Regions from separate parts of the Mus musculus genome. Here region 1 is linked to region 2. Evidence: chromatin contacts called from public Micro-C data. All regions are on one chromosome and are shown on one strand. The core of a region is the stretch at or near the end of the contact, and the rest is flanking DNA. Distances in the headings are between cores, read along the strand shown. Region 1 holds the start of Sdhaf4 (succinate dehydrogenase complex assembly factor 4). Region 2 has its middle 5.1 kb from the start of Gm53062.

Evidence for each region. A called contact is a pair of places that touch in the nucleus more often than the background predicts.
Region 1: a contact with region 2 is called in a Micro-C map of embryonic stem cells, with 1.7 times the contacts expected there. The contact joins the promoter of Sdhaf4 here to the enhancer-like site in region 2. A contact is called at or near these places in 4 of 39 promoter capture datasets (the 3T3-L1 cell line, embryonic stem cells, macrophages and 1 more), 1 of 15 datasets of contacts at CTCF or cohesin (the NIH/3T3 cell line), 2 of 484 Hi-C or Micro-C datasets (B cells and embryonic stem cells), 5 of 115 datasets of contacts at active chromatin or transcription factors (bone marrow-derived macrophages and embryonic stem cells) and 2 of 9 other capture datasets (adipose tissue and liver).

What each region holds. Positions count from the first base shown.
Region 1 is chr1:24,002,336-24,008,982 of GRCm38.p6, forward strand. It overlaps Sdhaf4 (succinate dehydrogenase complex assembly factor 4), which reads right to left and starts at 3,305. Exons shown (of 3, transcript NM_026503.3): 1 at 3,211-3,305; 2 at 822-971. The coding sequence starts at 3,265.
Region 2 is chr1:23,968,849-23,976,018 of GRCm38.p6, forward strand. No RefSeq gene overlaps it. Among named protein-coding and RNA genes, the nearest start is that of Gm53062, 5.1 kb to the right of the region's middle. Within about 2 kb of position 2,468, at least 6 of the 459 cell types and tissues checked have an H3K27ac peak or open chromatin away from gene starts, as enhancers often do. A contact at or near this core is called in embryonic stem cells, where this site is marked.

The DNA of each region.
Region 1 (6,647 bases), core at 2,055-4,554, 34 kb after region 2:
CAACAAATGCAGGTTTGTTATTTGTATCAAAGAAGATCTCATCTTACATGTTTTACCTTTTGAATAATAAAAGCACAGTAAAAACCAACTAAACAAACAACTCCGCCCCTGCCCAAAACCAAGTGAGTACTAAGAACTTAGAAGCCCTTTTTTTTGAGACAGTCTGTGTTGTCTGGGCTGCTCTCACATTCCCGATTCTCGGGCATCAGTGCTGGTACTGCAGACATGTGCCACCGTTTCTAGCTCTAGAAAGACTTTTTTTTTTTGGTGGTGGTGGGGGTGTTGCATGTGTACTTGTGTATGTATATGTGTATGCATGTTTAATGTATGTGTGCTCCTGTGTGTGCACCCATGTGCTTGTATGCATGTGCATGCTGAGATCAGAGACTGACTTCAGGTGTCTCCCTTCACTGTTCTCGACCTTAGACATTGAAGCAAGGTCTCTCATTTGAGCTCAGCGATTGCTGACTTAGCTAGTCTAGGTAGCCAACTTGCCTCAGGGATCCACTGTGTCTTCTGAGTGTGAAATTGTAGTGGGTTGCCTGCCGCAGCCACTACCACAAGGGTGATGGGATCTGAACTCTGGCCCTCATGCATGTCCTACAAGTACTTCATGCACGGAGGCATCTCACCAACCGAAAACTTTTTTAAAGAAGTAACAACTACACATATGGATAGTCCACATGGTATTTTTACTCACTATATCCTTTATAACCGATAATAACAATTATGACCATATTTCACTTCTTTCACCTTTTCCAGTAATGAGCATCGACCTTGCCATGTTAAGTATGGACAGGGGTTTACTAACCACTACTCACTCTGCAGTGGCTCTCTCTCTTCGGGTGAATCCTCCAGTGAGTCAAAACGACCGAGTGGCAGCTTTGACTTCTTAAGGGCTTGCTTCGCAGGCTCAGGCTTTCCTTCCTGATAACTCATTTTCCTCAAAGAATGATTCAGAAGAGATGGTCCTAATGGAGAAAGAAGGACAAGGCATACAGTGAAAATTCCTTTCTGAACACATACATTCTACACGGATGGGGTATTTCCCTTCATTCTACATGGAGAGGAGATTTCCCTGCCTTGGAGATAACCAATGTTACACGTTTTCAAGAAGAGCTATAAAGCGATGAGACAGTCAAGCACAGGGGAGATAGTTCAGCAACCTTAGACTCCACCTAGTTTGGATTATGCACAGAGTCCTCTTCTAATAATGTACTTGGCAGCTTAGTTTCCGTATGTGTATATATACTATAATACACATACTTTTCTCCAAGAGATGCACCTAACAACCTCTTAGTGACATAAGATACCTCCAAACACCAGGATGTATGTACATCCATCTTTGGACAATGGGATTTTTCTCTTCTCTAAATAACAAACCTAGACAGATTCTATTCATTTGTACTCTCCCCATGTTCCAATACAGGGCCAGAAAGGCCCATCTGGCCTATACTGGGTTTTGGTGCTTACTCACTGTCTTAGTCAGGGTTTCTATTCCTACACAAACATCAAGACCAAGAAGCAAGTTGGGGAGGAAAGGGTTTATTCAGCTTACACTTCCATACTGCTGTTCATCACCAAGGAAGTCAGGACTGGAACTCAAGCAGGTCAGGAAGCAGGAGCTGATGCAGAGGCCATGGAGGGGTGTTTCTTACTGGCTTTCTTCCCCTGGCTTGCTCAGCTTGCTTTCTTATAGAACCCAAGGCTACCAGCCCAGGGATGGCACCACCCACAATGGGCCCTCGCACCCTTGATCACTAATTGAGAAAATGCCTTACAGCTGGATCTCATGGAGACATTTCCTCAAGGGAGGCTCTTTCCTCTGTGATAACTCCAGCTTGTGTCAAGTTGGCGCACAAAACCAGCCAGTAAAACATTCAGTAAGATAAACTGAGCCAAAAAAGTGTATTTTTTCTTTAAGGAAAATCTTTTATTTACTATGTCATGCCAATTTTGGCAGGTGTATTATTGAAGTCAGATGCATTATGGGAAGGAACATACACAAAATTGATAATGCTGCCTAAAATATCAATCAGAGTGCAAACCGCCCAAGCTATATGCCCCTTACTCTTATCCTCTTCCTGTAGCTCCATAAAAGACCAGAGGCAACGAATCAGGCCTCCTTCACTCTGGTTTAAATAAAGTGTCCTTGCTACTTTATAATCAGTATGGGTTTTAATTTCAATCCCTTGACTAAGGAAGCACCTGGCTTGCCCTGATCCTGACAGCAGAATCATTAAATCAGCATCCATTAAGGATCCATTGTGCTGGGGCATGGGGAAACACACACCAGCAGGTGTAGCAGCCTATACTGATGTTTCTAGAATTGTCCAAGTATCCACGAGGGTACATTTCAGGGTGGTATGATCTTGAACTGTGAGTTGTTAGAAAAAGCAATGAATACAATCAGCATAAAATCCTTTCCAGGAAGAAAACCTCATACAGGCACTTAATGGAAAAGGTCTATCACATTTGTACACGGGTTTGTTAATGTTTCTTTTGTTTCAAAACACTGGAATGCTGGATAAACAGTAATAAGGATTTGGAGCGACCCTTTCGGTTTCTATAATTCTCACAGATCATTTAAGATTTTAGCAGCCAACAGGTATTAAATATGTGAAGGGAAACATTAAAAAGTAAAATAAAAACCAGGCCACTTGTTATGAAAGCAGTAATTCTGTCTTTGGTTTACAAAACTTCTCAGGGTTATCATCAAGTAAACTTGCATTCTGCGTGCTCTTTGATATGATAATTGAGGGGTATATTGAGAAAGAATGCAATAGTTCTGAAAACTTTAGCTTCTACAGAAAGACGAGGGCATCTCTTCTAACAGTTCTTGGCTTTGTGAAATTTTTATTTTGTTCTTTGCTCTACGTGTGCACTTCCCCAACGTTTGAACCAGGCTGACCTTGAACTCAGAGATCCTCATGCCTCTGCCAGCCTAGTGCTGGGTCTATAGGCATGCGTCCCTTGTCCGGGTATAAATTATTCTTGATGTAAATAAACCTGTAAATTAATGACACTGGTCTTTTCCGTATTTTTCTAGCCGCATCTAAGAGCGAGGCGCTTTTCGAAAACCCTACGCCAAGCACCGCTAATGCTTCTGTAGCCACCGCGGCAGCGTCTCCGCGCCTGCGCCCTCGCATTTCGGAACTCGGCTTCCCACGCGGGCCCCCAACTCTCAGGACCCCGGGCGGATGGCCTTACTTGCTGCTCTCCAGACGAAAGTCATCCGTGAAACGGAAAGGGTCGTGGAGACCATTGCGCCGGCTCCCACAGCGTCTGCGCACGCGCACCAAGGTGGGAGGGGCGCTCCACAGGGGAGCCCGCGCCCTCTGCGCAGGCGTCAACGAGGGCAGAGAAGGGCGGAGCTTCGTTGTGTCCCTGGAAATCCTCAACTGCTCAACTGCCTCGGGTAATCCTGCAGTGCCTTGTCCTCACAAGTCCTCGCCCTTGGTCCTGCGCAGTACCTGGGCAGCGCTCTTAGCTATTCCGATGGACTTAAAAGACAAAACCAAAAGCCTGCACGAAAGTAATAAATTCTAGAGTTCACACCACCTTAGTGTATGATGCTTTAAGGAGGGAAGTTCAAAGTCCAATACAGAGATGGAAACTTGAATCACCCTAATTTAATTGCTCCATAAATCTGTAGTTAAAAATACCTAACATAAAACATTTAATTAGATTGAAGATTCCCACATTTTGAAAAAATTTTAGTACGTTCAAATATTGTCATGTGAATTGATTATTGAGATTGTTCCATGACAGGGATCTGTTAGAAATTATTTTAAAACACAGGCTGGAGAGATGGCTTCTCTTTCAGAGGACCTGGGTTCTATTCCCAGCACCAACATGGCAACTAGTTTCTAACCCCAATTCCGGAATGTCTGACACACTCTTCTGGACTTTGTTGGCACTAGGCATACACATGGCATGCAAACTTGCATACATACAAACATACATTGCAAACATACTTACATCATACCAGCAAAGCACTCGTACAAAAGAGATCTTTTAAAAATATTGAGCTTAAAACCCTTGAAATATGACAGCTAAAAGTTTCCCCCCATTATTAGAAAACAAACCAAACTCATAGCTGGTCAGACGAGTGGTCCATTAAATTCCCATCTTGCGGTCAAGAGTGCTGACCCCCAAGAACACCTTGATCACCTCACCTTCCTCCTAGCACAGCTGTGTTTCTCAGTGGCTCCATTAATACAATAGCCACAGTGATAAGAACAAAGGCACCAATGTACATTGAACTGTCTTTCTCCTCCCAGGACTTACTGGCTAGCACCACTAACTTAGCAACTCGTGACTGACTTGATCTGTGTCTTTCATCACTAGAGTGGTTTTGTGTTGTTTGTATTTTTTGTTTTTAATGCAGGAGTGCTGTCTACATGTACACCTGCATGCCAGAAGAGGTTATCAGATCCCTCTATAGATAGTCCTGAGTCACCATGTGGTTACTAGGAATGGAACTCAGGTCCTCTGAAAGAGCAGCCCATATTCCTAACTCCTGAGCCATCTTACCAGCTCTCAACCTGCACTATAGTATTAAGCAGCCTGGGAGACAGAGCTGACTTCAAGAGAATCAATTCACCTATCCAATTATGAAGGTAGCAACTTGCTCTTAAATAATTATGTTTGAACTGTGTTAGATTATAGGCGATTCCACTAGACGCCTCCCAGGGACCTAGCAACAGCTTGTCTTCCCCTGCTACTACCTCCAGCTCTGCTCCCACATTCCTTTCTGTCCTTCTCTGTGCTCCATCCTCTTCTCTGCGCTCATAGCTCTGCTCCCACCGTCTACATGTCTGCCTCTACCCTTCTCCAGGTCCTTACTCCCCTTCTCCCCCCACCCCCAATAGGAGATCTATTGCATGGTATAAATTCTCAGGGGCACACCTTGGCATGTTAGCACCAGGTACACCCTTACTGCATTATCTTTCATAACAAACTGTTTTCCTGGTTATCTTTCCTTTCATACAGTTCACCTGTGGCCCTAGTGAATGCTTTGTACTACATAAAGTGTCCTACACAAATTGCATATCAAAAGAACTTTTTCCTGTGGATGTAAATCAGGGGACTGCTATTGAGAGGATCCACTGATCGTATCAATTATTCCATCTTCCAGGCACTGGCCTTCTAGGATGATGGGCTGATTGGGGTTTGGAACCAGGTGATCAAATACTTGGATGTGCTGTCCCTAAAAGATGTCATATACTCCAAAAATCAGTCTTGAGAGATCAACTTGGGTTGAAAGAGTCCCGAGAGTAGAGTGGGGAAACACCCCGGTTACTTCTTAGACACTTCCGATGTTTTACTTTCCACTTGAAGAAACAATCTACCATACCCTGTCACTGCCTGCTATGGCCCACTGTACCAGTGTTGTGAAATGCCTGTAATTCTGCTCCAGCTACACAAGGCTTGGGCAATGTATCACCTGAGTGAGGTAACTCGGACTCTAAAGGACATGCATGGTATGTACTCACTAATAAGTGGATACTAACCGGAAAAAAAAAAAAAGCGCTGAATACTGAAGCCCACAGAACACAAAAAGGTCAACAAGCTGAAGGGCCCAAGTGAGAGGAAAGCAACCACAACGGGGAACGGAGGGACCTTCGAGGGAAAAGGGATGGGGAGGGGTGGAGAGGGGAACATGATCAGTTATTGGGTCAGGGGAAGGACTGAAATCCCTGAGGGCCAGCAGAAAGAATGGAAACAGGCAACCTCTGGAGGTAGGAGGTTGTGGGGACCCTTCAGAATGTACCAGAGACCTGGGAGGTGAGAGACTCTCAAGACTCAAAGAGAAGGACCTTAGATAAAATGCCCTACACTGGGGAGCGGGAACTTATAGAGCCCACCTCCAGCAAGAAGACAGGGCATCAAGTGAGGGATGGGGTTGCCATCCCACAGTCAAAACTCTGACCCATAATTGTTCCTGTCTGAAAGAATTATGGGGATGGAAATGTAGAGGAGCCTGAGGAAAAGAAGGTCCAGTGACAGGCCTAAAGTGGGATCCAGCTCAAGGGGAGGCTCCAAGGCTTGACACTAATACCAAGGGTATGGAGCCCTCACAAAAAAGAGAGCTATCATGACTGCTCTCCAGAAGACCCAACAAGCAGCTAAAAGAGTCAGATGCAGATATTTGCACCCAAGCAATGGACAAAAGAAGCTGCTGAGCCCTGTGGTTGAACCAGGGAAAAACTGGAAGAAACTAAGGGGAATGGTGACCCTGTAGGAGAACCAGGAGTCTTAATCTGGTTCCCCAAGATCTCTCAAACACTGTACCACCAAACAGACAGCATACACCAGCTGATATGAGACCCCCAACACATATACAGCAGAGGATACCGGGTCTGGGTTCAGTCAGAGAAGATGCATCTAACCCTCAAGAGACTGGAGGCCCCACAGAGTTTAGAGGTCTGGTGGGGTGGGGGGCAGGGGTATCCAAGTGGAGACAGGGGAATGGGGAGGTGTGGGATGTGGAACAGTCAGAGGGTGAACCAGGAGGGGAATAAAATCTGGAGTTTAAAATAAAAAAAGAAAAAAGAACAAAAAGGGATTATCTTCCTCCACAATTAAAAGGCTAGGCTTGTAGCAGGGGAGTCCTGGTATGGGGCTACCAGAGACCAGCCATT
Region 2 (7,170 bases), core at 1,218-3,717:
ACCAGTGCCACCCCACAGAAGACGAGTGGCAGGGTCAGTTCTCCTACAATCACGGAATGGGGCTGGTTTACCCACACACCAGCCACCAGTATCAGCTTTACTGTGCTGCCGCTAGTGAGAGATGGGACCAGCTCATCCACTGAGGGGTGGGGATAGTTATGCATAGCCCCTGTACGTCCATGTGGACCCCTGCTGAGCCCCCAACCAGGGGCATCCCAGTGTTCTCTGAAGGTGATATGAGCCAGGGACACTGGCCCCTGCCACTGCATGGTCACTCAGACATGGCCCGCAGTTGCAGCTTTGGCTCACCACTGGCCCAGGTGACAGAGCTGGCCACTCATAACAGACTACTCTCCACCCTCTGGTCCAGTTCCATGTCTTCATAATGTTCAAGCTGCTCCGATTCTCTTTCTTTGCCACTGCAGGCTGGCCACGAGACTGGCAGGCCCCTGGGTGACATCCTCCATCCAAGCTATATTGGCATGATCGAAAGTGACCTGCCTGTGCCTTGTGCTGGAGGGCAGGTCTGTGGGTGACATGTCAGTCCACAGAGCTCTGTCTGTCTTCCTCCTCTAGCACTGTGATGCCTGGATTTGATTTAATTCTATTTTTATGCGTCCTAAGCATAAGACAGCTTTGGCCACCAAGCCAGGCATTAAGCTAGGATGAACAAAGGACAGCCATCAGCTCTGCTCATGACTGATGTCAGAACAACACCACAAACAAGGTGCCATTGCAAAGAGGGGCCAAAATAATCTAATTTATACTGATTACATTTCTGGTTTATTTCCTTCCAGACTCCAAGGGAATTTGAGAATCATGTAATTATGTTTGCATTCCTTTGCCACCATATTATCCAGAAGAAATATTCTTAAAAACTTTCTTGATTCCAACTTACTCTTATTTTTCTTCTCAAATCCATCCCAGGTTTGCTTACAATGTTATTTTTTATTTTTTGTTATGTTTTTTGTAATACTGATGTTTTAAAAGATGAGATTATTATTTTTTTGTTGGGCAGTGGTAGTGCATGCCTTTAGTCCCAGCACTTGAGAGGCAGAGGCAGGTGGATTTTTGAGTTTGAGGCCAGCCTGGTCTATAGCCTGAGTTCCAGGACAGCCAGGGTTACACAGAGAAACTCTGTCTCAAAAATCCCCCCCCCCCTACATGAATACAAAGGATTCTGCATGGGGTTTGGGCTCTCACTGCCTGAAAGACCTGAAATTACAGAGCCTCCATTTTTGATGTAAAGGACAAGATAAAATTCTTTATTTTGCTAATATTGCAAACACATCATTGGATGGACTTGCAATCTGACCAGAAGTTAGCAGAGAAACTTCTATGGTCTCAGTAACAGCCAACTCAGTACAATCGTGTGGAGCAGCTTTGGAGTAGCTGCCTAGCAATAACAGCCACAGCTGTTCCTGGCTTATGCTCCTAGGCAGGCCTCTTCCTGATTGTATTCTGTAGAGACAGAGGTACTAGTGTAGGAGGAACTGCGTGGCCATCTTGCCTCTACATAAATGCTGGGGCCTGCATAGCCACAAAGGCAATTCCCTACAGGAGGACCTAATTAAAGACTGTCTGAGAGACCAAGAATTGTTGATACCATCAGCAATGCCAGCCAATTGAGAATTGCTGTTTAGAAGAGATGCTTTCTTGGGACCAGTGGGGTGTGGTGGAGGGTATTAAAGGAGCTTACAGCAGCATTCAGATGGGCTTGCTGCAGTGTTTCTCACCTGCCCCCAGAGTCTGTGTTGTTGATCCTGTGCCACCTCAGCTCCAACCCTCAAGGGCAGGTAGGGTCCCTAGCAAGTATTCCAGGATACGGGCAACAGTACCAGCAGTTCGGTATCACTATCATGTTCCAATAGGATTGGTTTACTGTTGTTATTATTATTCCTTTGTTTTTAAAGCAAGGAAACTGTCTTAGTGTTTTACTGCTATAAACAGATACCATGACCAAAGCAACTCTTATAAGAACAACATTTAGTTGGGTGCTACGCACACTCCAGTGTAGTCTGCTTGACAGGCCGAGAAGCCTGGAAGCACTCATGAGGCAAAGAGTTTCAGAGAAACTCACCTCCTGGAACCTTGGAGTTCTCATAACCTGTATACTCATACCCTATCCCCGCATTAGTCTGGTGTATGGATCCACGTGCTCTCTTTTAGTATTACTTTATTTATAAGTGCCTTTAAAGATTGAATTCTGACAGAGCTAAGCCTTCGCCAGTGTTCCAACATCCTAGAAAATCCTTGAAGCTGACAAACTTGGAATTCAGTAGGAATTCAGTGAGAAGGTTACCTATTCAGTAACATTCAAATTTACTTCTAGTAGAGATGGTGAAACTAATTAGGCATTACAAAGAACGGAGCTAGAATAGCTCAGGGCTGGTCTGCAGAGTGATTACTTAGGACAGTAGCCAGTCTCACCCAAACAAGGGAATTCACAATGGCCTAGCTAATAGGTGGATTTACCTTGAAAGAGCTAGGGATCCCACTGAGACAGGAATCTTCTCTACAGCCAGGTATAGCAGGTTATATTGCATATTAGAAGCAAGTTGGTGAAGTCTTCTGACAAATGGCGATTCTCTACAGATACTTAAAAGAACAGTTATGTTGTGTCCGGCCAGCAGACCACAACCTGGGTTCTAGCCTGGAAAGGCATTTTGGAAACCTGGAAGAGAAGAGGGGCTAGGTGGCGAGAGAAAGAAATGTAGCCAAGACAGTTATTCTGATCAAAGCTCAAATTTTACTGTTGCGACACTCAGTTATGAAGGAAGGGGGAGGGGACCCGATTCCCGCCGAATAATCTCTGGTCCAGTAGAAAGGTGCACGTGTGTGGCTCCGCAGGTTCCAGCAGTGGGCGTGGCAGAACGAATGAGCAGGAAGCTCCACCCCTGAGCAAGCAGGTTTCAGGCTGGGGGAGGGGAGACTACATTCACTCATACAAGAATTTATCAAGGCCTAGGAAATGGGGGGGGGGCGGGTTGTGGTATTGCATTATTCATGATAAGGTCTGCTAGAGCAGAACCCCCTGGTGCTAGTTTTCACAAGGCTCAAAGGAGTAGCAAATTGTGACTAGAGTGTGAAATCCATAGCTGTCATTAGCTGACCCTAGGCAGGGCTGTTTTATCTTTACTGTAAATATTACCTGGTTCCTATAAGTCCTTTTGAAGTCATTCCTTTGTTTTCTGTCAGGTAACTTCAATGTACTTTGCCTGCCATGACATCCTACCCCTTTGTTTTCTGTATTATATAAGACTGGTGTTCACTTTGTGATAATACATTCAGATTCTACACACTCTCCTGTATTGTGTCTGTCTGTCATTCATTCACTGACTCCTTGTCCACATGTAACCAGAGACCTGTTCTACGCAGACAAGGGACCAAGAGAGTGTGCGGCAGTTGGGTCTGGCTTACAGGTTCAGAGGTTCAGTCCATTATCATCAAGGCAGAAGGGAACGGGGCTGCATTTCAGGCAGGCATGGTGCAGGAGGAGCTGAGATTTCTACATCTTCATCTGAAGGCTGCTAGCAGAATACTGACTTCAAGGAAACAAAATGGGAGACTTAGAACCCATACCCACAGTGACATACTTGCTCCAACATGGCCATACCTTCTAATCCTGCCACTCCCTGGGCATATACAAACCATCCCAGAAACTCACCTGAGGAAGAACACTAAATTCTTCTTCCATTTCTGTCTCCAAGCTACTCATACCCAATCCTTCCCGACTCTGTTTACTAGACTCCATCCTCGAGGACCCCGTTCCAAATATTCCCTCCCATCACTCCCTTTCCTCATTTATAGCCCTTCTGCAACATCCCTCTCCTCTCACAGTATGCCAGGTCCCACTCAGCGCATCCCTATCCTAATATGTGCTAATATGTACATGGGGTCAGTTACACCAATCAATGGCTGAGAAATAGCTAATAAGAGCTGACCGATTACAGCAAACTTACGCTGCTGAGCTTTAGAACTCAGAGAGGGCACAGCTTTATTTATTTATTTATTTATTTATTTATTTATTTTTTTGAACACATGGTTTATATAAAACATGAGCTCCTTGTCCTTCTGAAGGGCCATCTGAAAAAAAGTTTTAAAACAGCACTCTTTTTTTTTTTTTTTTTTTTTTTTTTGGTTTTTCGAGACAGGGTTTCTCTGTATAGCTCTGGCTGTCCTGGAACTCACTTTGTAGACCAGGCTGGCCTCAAACTCAGAAATCCGCCTGCCTCTGCCTCCCAAGTGCTGGGATTAAAGGTGTGCGCCACCACGCCCAGCAAAACAGCACTCTTTACAGGATGTTTCGATGTGATTTTACACAATGCCCATGAGGTATCTTCAAAGGATCTTAAGCATGGTGATTCTCTATAGAGTCTGAGTATCATGCTGATGCAACCTGCCAGTTAGTCTCTTTGGAACAAATAATCTCCCTGCATTTTGTTTTGTGGCACTATTAGTTCTATAGGTTCTTTACCAGTAGGCGGTTTAATATGTATCCTTCTCACCATCATTATGTCTCTAATTTCTTGTAAATAAGGAGTTGCTCATCACCCTGGAGAATATGGCATGCATACATTTCTATAATACCATTACCTCATCGTTGGTGTATAATTCCAGCCAGTGAGGAGTAAGGAAGGATACGTGATTGGTAAGGAAGTAATGGAGGACTTCTATGAGCTAGAGTTTTATCAGCATCACTTTTAATAGCTCATAACCCACTCTGCTTTACATGTTATATTTCCTAAAGCTTTTAACCCGAGAGTCTCCAGAAAGCAGCTTGAAGGGCCGAGCCAAGTCCTTAACAGCAATACGCAGATAAAAGTGAATCAAATTGACATGGCCCAAAGTTTTAAATTTTGATCTTTTAGTTTATTTACCATCAAGTGATCATTTTAGTATTGCTGAGATGAGCAAAAGAGATGGTTATTCATATAATGAGTAACCAGGAAATTTAAGCAACACTGGCTTAGATGCTTTCTGCCCTAGCTGCAATTGTTTCTGTATTAGAAGTTAGGCCTAGTTTAGTTTTTTTTCCCATAAAGGGACCATCAATCAACCTATATTGAGTCATTCCTGATGTAATACACACATACACACACATATACACAATCATACATCACACACAGACACACATGACTGGCAGCCACTCCCTATTCCCCATCCCCTGGAACTCAGCTGTTTCTCCACTCTAAGCCTGGTTTGGGGTGGAGGGAAGCCAGACTGGCTGTGGAGTTCACTGGGCTGCCCTGCTGAGTTCAGCACAACATTGATTCTCTCCACTGCTCACCGACACTTTTCTTTTCTGAGAAGGTCCAAGCAACACTTTAATGTACTCGGCTTGGCAGGGATTTTATTCTCCTCCTTATTGTGGGTTCTGTTTACATTAGTTCCTGTGCATTTCCGGTGATTAACGTCTTTGATTAACGTCTTTGATGGTCCTTGTTCAGGAAACTAAGGGTAGCATTTTACAGTCACTCGTACAAAGTTGCAGACCTGTTGCTCAGAATATTTTGCTCCTTCGGATCGTAACAGGTATCTCAGTGATTGTATAAATGCTTTGTCTCAGAGGACTAATTAGAATTCATTATGACTTCTACTCTCTCAGTTATGGCCCCAAACCCTGGATGAGAGGGCTGAATCCAGGGTCTTTACAAATGCCATGGTCAGCGGGATAATTAGACCCACATGAGGCAGGAAGGAAATCCAGGTCAACATGACTCAGTAGCTGGTGTTCAAACTTCTAGAGTCTAATACTGGACATTTTATTTGAACCATATTTAAGTACAGTACAATTTGGAAAAGGGTTTCCTCATGTAACATGATCCTATACACACAAGGATGCATAATTACATGTCACTTCTTCGATGAAGATGGATTCTAAAGGTAGGCTACACGTGTTATCCTGAGGGCCTAGGTGAGGACCTGGTATGGACGGACTCCATCATGCAGAGAGCACAGAGGTCACCTAGGCTATTATCTATCTTTGGTCCTGCTTGTGGGAGCCCGGGGGAACCTCTGGCCATGAAGATAGTACAGAAGTCATCCAGACTATTGGCCATCTCTAGACCTACTGTACAAGCTTGGAAGAAGTAGGTATGTCTTACAGCCAGTGTAGGGGTCACCTCTACTATTAGCCACCTCATTTCCAGTCTTCTGGGTGGAAAACAGGTTATACATCTCTTCCATTGAAAAGACAGTCTTCTGTGTTTAAGAATCTTGGTTTTCCTAGTTGTTACAGGATAATTGATCACACTGTGAACCCTGAGATTGTGTTATTTACTGGGAAAAAAACCAAAAACCTGTTTCTAGTTGTGGCGTGGCTTGCTCAGGCCTAACATCTTTCATCCAAGAGCTTCCTGTTTATAGTAAACAGGATTAAATAAAGTCAACCATTGGTCAAGAGGCAGAGCAAGCAACCACTTGACAGGAAGTGAACATAGAAAAAGACCATAGAGAGTAAAAGGAAATCAGGAGGACGGACAGAGTGATGCACAGGAAGTTGAAAGGAGGGACATTCAGTGTGAGGGTTTTTTGAGACCATGACGAAAAGGAAACTTCCTTTTGGGAGATTGTCTGAGGAGGAAGGTCAGCTGAATGCTTCCTCTCTGAGCTAGCAAGCTTTCATCCCGCATCTGTCTCCCCTGTCGTTATAGATGAAATCAAATGTTTGAGATTTTGTTAAAAACAACACCTAGTATTTATCTGTGAGGACAAAGGCCTCTGTGCTTCCAACCAGAAGGTCAGTTAGAAAAGAAACAAAGAAGATGCCCACATCAGGAGTTCCACCTGACAGAGATTTTTCAGCATTAATGAGTGGCTACATCCCTGAAGAAGAGAGCATAGCATTTGTGGAAATTATTGATTTCCAAATAACAGGAAATAACCCCCTAGTCAAATGAAACCTGACACAAATGACCACACATAACAATCCCAGTTTCTAAACTATTTTATAAAATATCTACTTTTACACAATAGCTTTTAGTAACATGTCAGACAAGTGTTCTTTCAATTTACCATGACAAGATGCACATGGAACCCATGACACTACTTAAATAGTTACTGTCTGTAAGTGTTCTTCTTAAATGAAGAAGGTGGATTGGAGCTGCAGAGATGGAGAGACCCATTACTGAAACTTCATACAGAATGCTACTCTCCAAGCCTATAGTC